Regions from separate parts of the Anas platyrhynchos genome. Here region 1 is linked to region 2. A link is a contact called in public Hi-C data. All regions are on one chromosome and are shown on one strand. The core of a region is the stretch at or near the end of the contact, and the rest is flanking DNA. Distances in the headings are between cores, read along the strand shown.

Evidence for each region. Hi-C and Micro-C count contacts between places; a contact is called where the count stands out from the background.
Region 1: a contact with region 2 is called in a Hi-C map of skeletal muscle, with 1.9 times the contacts expected there. The contact joins the enhancer-like site here to the promoter of MTM1 in region 2. A contact is called at or near these places in 4 of 8 Hi-C or Micro-C datasets (liver, skeletal muscle and subcutaneous adipose tissue).

The regions. Positions count from the first base shown.
Region 1 is chr10:10,745,158-10,747,857 of IASCAAS_PekinDuck_T2T, reverse strand. The region is part of intron 2 of MAMLD1 (mastermind like domain containing 1); the gene reads left to right. Among named protein-coding and RNA genes, the nearest start is that of MAMLD1, 47 kb to the left of the region's middle. Within about 2 kb of position 1,292, at least 1 of the 8 cell types and tissues checked has an H3K27ac peak or open chromatin away from gene starts, as enhancers often do.
Region 2 is chr10:10,524,556-10,527,255 of IASCAAS_PekinDuck_T2T, reverse strand. MTM1 (myotubularin 1) reads left to right here and starts at 1,304. Exons shown (of 16, transcript XM_038184175.2): 1 at 1,304-1,420; 2 at 1,678-1,791. The coding sequence starts at 1,789.

The sequences.
Region 1 (2,700 bases), core at 43-2,542, 220 kb before region 2:
ATACAGAAGAAAATTGGACAAAGGCAGTTATTGTAAACATCAGTATTTTTGCATCGTGGAGATATGTAAGTGCTATAGACATGAAAAATGCATCTTTTGAACCATTTTATGCGTGCTGAAGACAGAAACTAAGACAAAAAACCCTGGGTATTTATGTGGTACAGCTGATTACTCACGATGGGTTGGGAACATGTAAGCTGCAGCATCTGTCGCATTGTTGTGGTTCTCGAGTACACAGACAGCCATTACTCTGCATCTTTAGCTCACTGGTGTTTATTGCTTATTAATGGAAAAAGTTAGCATGTTGCCTGACTAAAGGACTTTCTGCACATGTTTGTGTGGAACTCTTTCTCCAGGTGCAAACAAGGAACACCCCTAGAAAAGAAGCACTGCCAACCCAAACTGGTACACAAAGCCGTGGTGCTCCAGGTGACAGGATCCTTGCTGGCAGGGTTCAATCTGAACAGAAGAATCCTTTGAAAGATATTCCTCTTCTATGGAGTACTACAAATGCCCTGCACATAAAGCCCCATGAGCCCTGTTTTTATTTTGGACAGCAGAAAAAAAAAAAAAAGAGTGTTTTTTTGTTTTGGTTTGGTTTAGTTTTTTGTTTTTATTTTTCCAGAAAGTGTAGATCGCTCATATAGGAGGCAGATGGTCACAGTGGCCATACTCCTTGCTTTGTAACCAGCACATGGTTTTGGCATGCTAATGATTTCTTGTTCCCCAAAATAGCTTTACAGACAGGGTCAATTATATTTTTGGATTGTACAGCGTGTAGAGCAATTAGTTAGTTGCACAAGGCTGTTGGTTTATAATGCAGTACACCCCTTCCCCGTAATTGGCACCTTTTTGATATCCCATTTAAACCAGCGAGGTCTATCTTTACAAACAGTGCCTTGTATTAGCATGCAAATGCACTGGCTCCCCCCAAATAGTTTTACACACAGAGTCAATTATATTTTTGCATTGCAGGATGTGTAGACTAATTAGCTATAGCTAAATAGGACACTTGGTCTTCAGATTTCAAGATCTTACTGCACTAAGTGATTTTGAGACACTTTCAAGGGCAGACTGGTAAGTAAAATTATAGGAGATTGTGCTGGCTCATCTCTCAGTCTTTCATATGAATGCAAAATGAGAGATTTTTATAGTTACGTGGTTTCATTACCCTTCACCCTCTCTGTCGCTGAAGTGGGTAGGGTCGGATGCCACACACAGCACTCTGAAGGCGTGGGTGGATGCTGCACGTGTGGTTTCTGTCGGGTGGGAACATCCTAGAACCAAAGTGGTTAGCAGTGGTCAGGTCGTGAAGTGTCTGCGTTCAGTAATATAATCAAGAAAGCTAACTGAGTCACTGGCAGTTTTGGTACCAGGGACTGCTTCTGTTGATACAGATAGAAGCTTTCATTTTGGGTTATAAAAATATCTGAACTATTTTCTCAGGAGAGCAGAGAAATGAGGAAAAAGTTTTCGTATACAGTAGCAAAGATAAGATTTGTCCTTCAAGTATTCCAAACTGAGCTCTAGCTCTGCTAAAAACTGGTGCAAATAAATTTAGGCTGTAGTTTTATATAATTGTTTTTCTTGCATGTAACAAAATACAAATGAAGAAGCAGAAAACAGTAAATTTCTGTGCTCTGTAGAGTTTGACAGCATGGTCATCTGCAGAACATTGGCCAGAGGTACAAAATAGTTACCAAAATCACTTCTCATTCTGAGTGTGCTGAAAAATTATGTTGTACTGGGTGTTGCAAGTGGTTCCTGAAAGACTGGGGGCTGGAAGGTTGTGGTTTGGGTTTTAGTTAATGGTTTTAAAGTGAGGAATGTTCCCTCTATCCATCTGCTCATATTTTTTTATTTGTTTTGCTTAATACCTTCTCATATGTTACTAGGGGTGGTGGTGGTGTCACACAAGAGATAAAGAAATAACAATGCCAGCAGGGAATGAATGGAAATTATAGATTAGAAGCTACCCTAACTGATAGGTTCCTGCTCTAGCCTGTATTATAGGTTTGGAAACTAAGTGATTGTATGTTCTTTTCACACCAAGGAAGAAAATCACACTTGTTCTTGATATCTAATAATGATACCACACAGTATGCACAGTCTGAAATCAAGCAGAGCAAAAAGATAGGTTTTCTGTAGCCCAAGGGGACTGATGTGATTTGTGAAGCATCTTTAAGAATGGATTCAAATGCTGGGATTATTACAGAATACAGCGGGATCTACGGAGTAGACGTCTCCATAGCCTCAGCTGGTGCCACCACAGAGACACAGCTTGCACCATTCCTGCTGAAAGTGTGGCTGCTTGCAAGCTGCAGCTCTGGGTGTATAAGGATTTTCATGTTATTAATAAAAAGAAAAGAGTGACATAACAACCTGTGAAGAGGAGGCACATTTTAATAGGAAGGCTCTTAAGAGTAACCTTGGTGGTTTAGATATTTTATTTGTTGATAATGCACGTGCACTATGTGCTGTACATTCATACTATATGTATGTTATATATACATATATATTATGAGTTACTTCTCCAGGGTGAGAGGGGAAAATGGAGAGGCAATAAGTAGAGGCTGAGATCTACCCAATAACTTGCATGAGAGAAGCAGCAAGAATTATTTGAAAACTGGAATTCTGTGTTGTCTGAACTCATACCCTGGAGATGTGTTCTTCTCTTAGCAGCAATGCCTTGTGCTTAAG
Region 2 (2,700 bases), core at 55-2,554:
TCATAGAAGACAACAAACAAGACTATCTGAATGACAGAGGTAAACTAATATTTCATCTCCTTTTGCTCACCGCTTACTTCTGCTGTGTATTAATTTTAAACTCACAGTTCCATGCTCATTGTAGAAAACTATTATTTACTCAAGAAACAATTTCTTCATGAGAAGAGGATCCATCCCTTGTATGTTTTGCTTTGATTCTCTACAGTTCTTGGAATTCAAAACAGAAATTGTTGACAGCAAAGGAGACGCCTTAAAATAATGAATAAAGCTAATTTTCAAGTAATTGTCTTGTGGCTCTTTCTGAAAGGACACCTTGTCTGGTACCAACACATGGCTCACCTCAACGCGCTTATAGCTCAGAGTCGGACCTCCAGATGGTGTAGCTGTTTGTTCGTGGACAACAAAGGACTGGTAAAATGAAACCGAAGAAGGTTTTTGAGGAAGATACGGAAAAGCAGAGACTGTGGTTGTTGGCATGGTATGGGCAGGTGCTGGTCTGCCTTCCAGCAGAGGACGGGGTGAGCGCTGCCACCGTGCTGGTGTGAGGTGGGTGCTGCTGGAGCCGCCAGGCTTGGCTAACCTGAATAACAAGCTTGTAATTGTATGAAATCATGAAGGGGCCCAAGGTGCTTCTTTTGTTTTATATTGTTTTCTTTATTTTTCTTCCTTTGCTCTGCTCTTCTGTCATGCCCAGCCCTGAGAAGGGAGAGCACTGGCTCTCCGCTGACAGGAACAAGTTAGCTCCCAGAGAAGCTGGACGTGGCTGCTTTGTAACTCACAAATATACTCTACAACATCACAAATGTTTTGTAACATCCCAAAGGCCCTTTTCCTGAGGGCAAGCAGCAGCAGACAGCAAAGCGTCCCCAAATTACCACCTTGCCCTCTGGCTGTACGCAGCCATTGGTTTGTACGGTGACAATGGGCCATTTTGAAAGGCAGTCCAAGAATTTATTTATTTTGATCTTGCATATAGAACGTTGTTGATGTTGTTTACATCAGAAAATTTATGTAAATTTTTATTTGTTGCCAGGGTGTGTCGAGAAGGCTTGGGCGAGTGGGATATATATGGTTATTAACGTCTGTTGGTTGATCAACTTGATCCACGTTCTCGAAGACGCAGGGAACGTGTTTTCCTTTCCTTTTGCTCCTTTTTCCCCCGCTGTTTTATTTAGGAATTCCCTGCTTGGAGAAAAAGCGGCGCCGCTCCCTCTCCCCTCAGCGCCTTTTCCCGCCTCTTCCCCTCAGCGCCCCCTTCCCGCCTAATCCCTCAGCGCCTCACGCGCCTACAGCTCCCGGCATGCCCCGCGGCCCCGCCAGGACTACAGCCCCCAGCAGCCCACGCGCGGGGGCCCGGCCCACTTCCGGCGGGGCGGGCCGCGCTCGGGCCCGGGACGGCGACGGCGGCGGCGGGGCCGCGGTGAGTGCGGGGCGGGCGCTGCCTCCCCTCAGCCCCCTCAGCCCCGGGCCCTTCCCCGCCCTCAGCTCGGCCCCGGGCTCTCCCCGCCGCGTTTTGGGGCTCGGGGCTCGCCCCGGGGCCGGGTTTGGGGCCTGGGGGGGGGGGCCCCGGGGTGCTCCTGAGGCAGCCGGGCCCTGGGCTGGGGGCCGCGGGCGGCTGCTGTGGGGGTGGAGCAGCGCCGCGCCCCCCTGAATCCCGGCCCTTCGCCTGTTTTGCAGATGCAGGCGGAGCTGAGGGGGTAGGAGAGGTGCTGGCTTCTCCTGCAGAAAGCCCCGGGTCTCGTGAGGCTGTGGAAGGCACCGTGGGGGAGCTCAGCGTCACGGGTGTGGATGGTAAGGGGAGCACGGAACCAGCGTTGGCTCGTTATGAAAGGCACTGAGTGAACCTGGACGTACTTAGAAGTACATAGGGTTCAACGCACAGTCGTGGTTTTGGGGCTGTGTTGTTGTTTGACGGGTGGGTAGCTCACGGTGTTGTACCTTATCGCTGTACAAACCCAGAACGGCTTTCCTGCTGGAGTTTTTAATGTTGATTTGTGGTTTACGTGGTTAAAAAGAAGCTAAGCTGTACAGTTAATGACAAAACTGGCAAGCTCACCGAGCCTTAATACACAGAACTTTGGGGGCTGTGTGTAGCTGCCTTGTGTGGCACGAGTCACAAGAGATGAGAGAGATGCTTTCGATGAGGGGCAGGGTCTTCCCTTTCTGCACTGTCTGAGAAGCTTCTTTTGGAAGAGACAGGCTGTGGCATCGCTGAGGCTGAGCAAGTTCTAGAGCTGAGGTATTCCTGCCATGTGGAGGTACAAAGTTAACCAGTAAGAGCCAATTTAGAATGCAAGACTAGTTTTGTGAGAGCTCACTGTAAATCTTTAACGGTGTGTGCGCCCTTCTAAAGGAGGCAACATTAATTTTTATAAGAACTTGGACTGCATAACAGTAAGTTTTGTTTCACGGTCTGTTCCTTCTGACTTCCCCGTGTTATACATTACCTTTCATGTGACATTCATTCCCGAGTGTATTTGGGAAAAGAAACAAATGGCAGTGTTGTTTGGGAACAGGTGACAGAGGAAATGCTTAAGAGCAGGCAGGCAGTGAGATGCTCAAATATGTATGGGAACATGAGGATGGTTAAGACTCTGCATAGGATTTCCACATTAGAGACATTTCAAAACTGCCGTAAAGATTCGGAATAGAAAGTTCTTCTCTGTTCCAACTGCTTGATGCCAAACCTGCTGACACAAG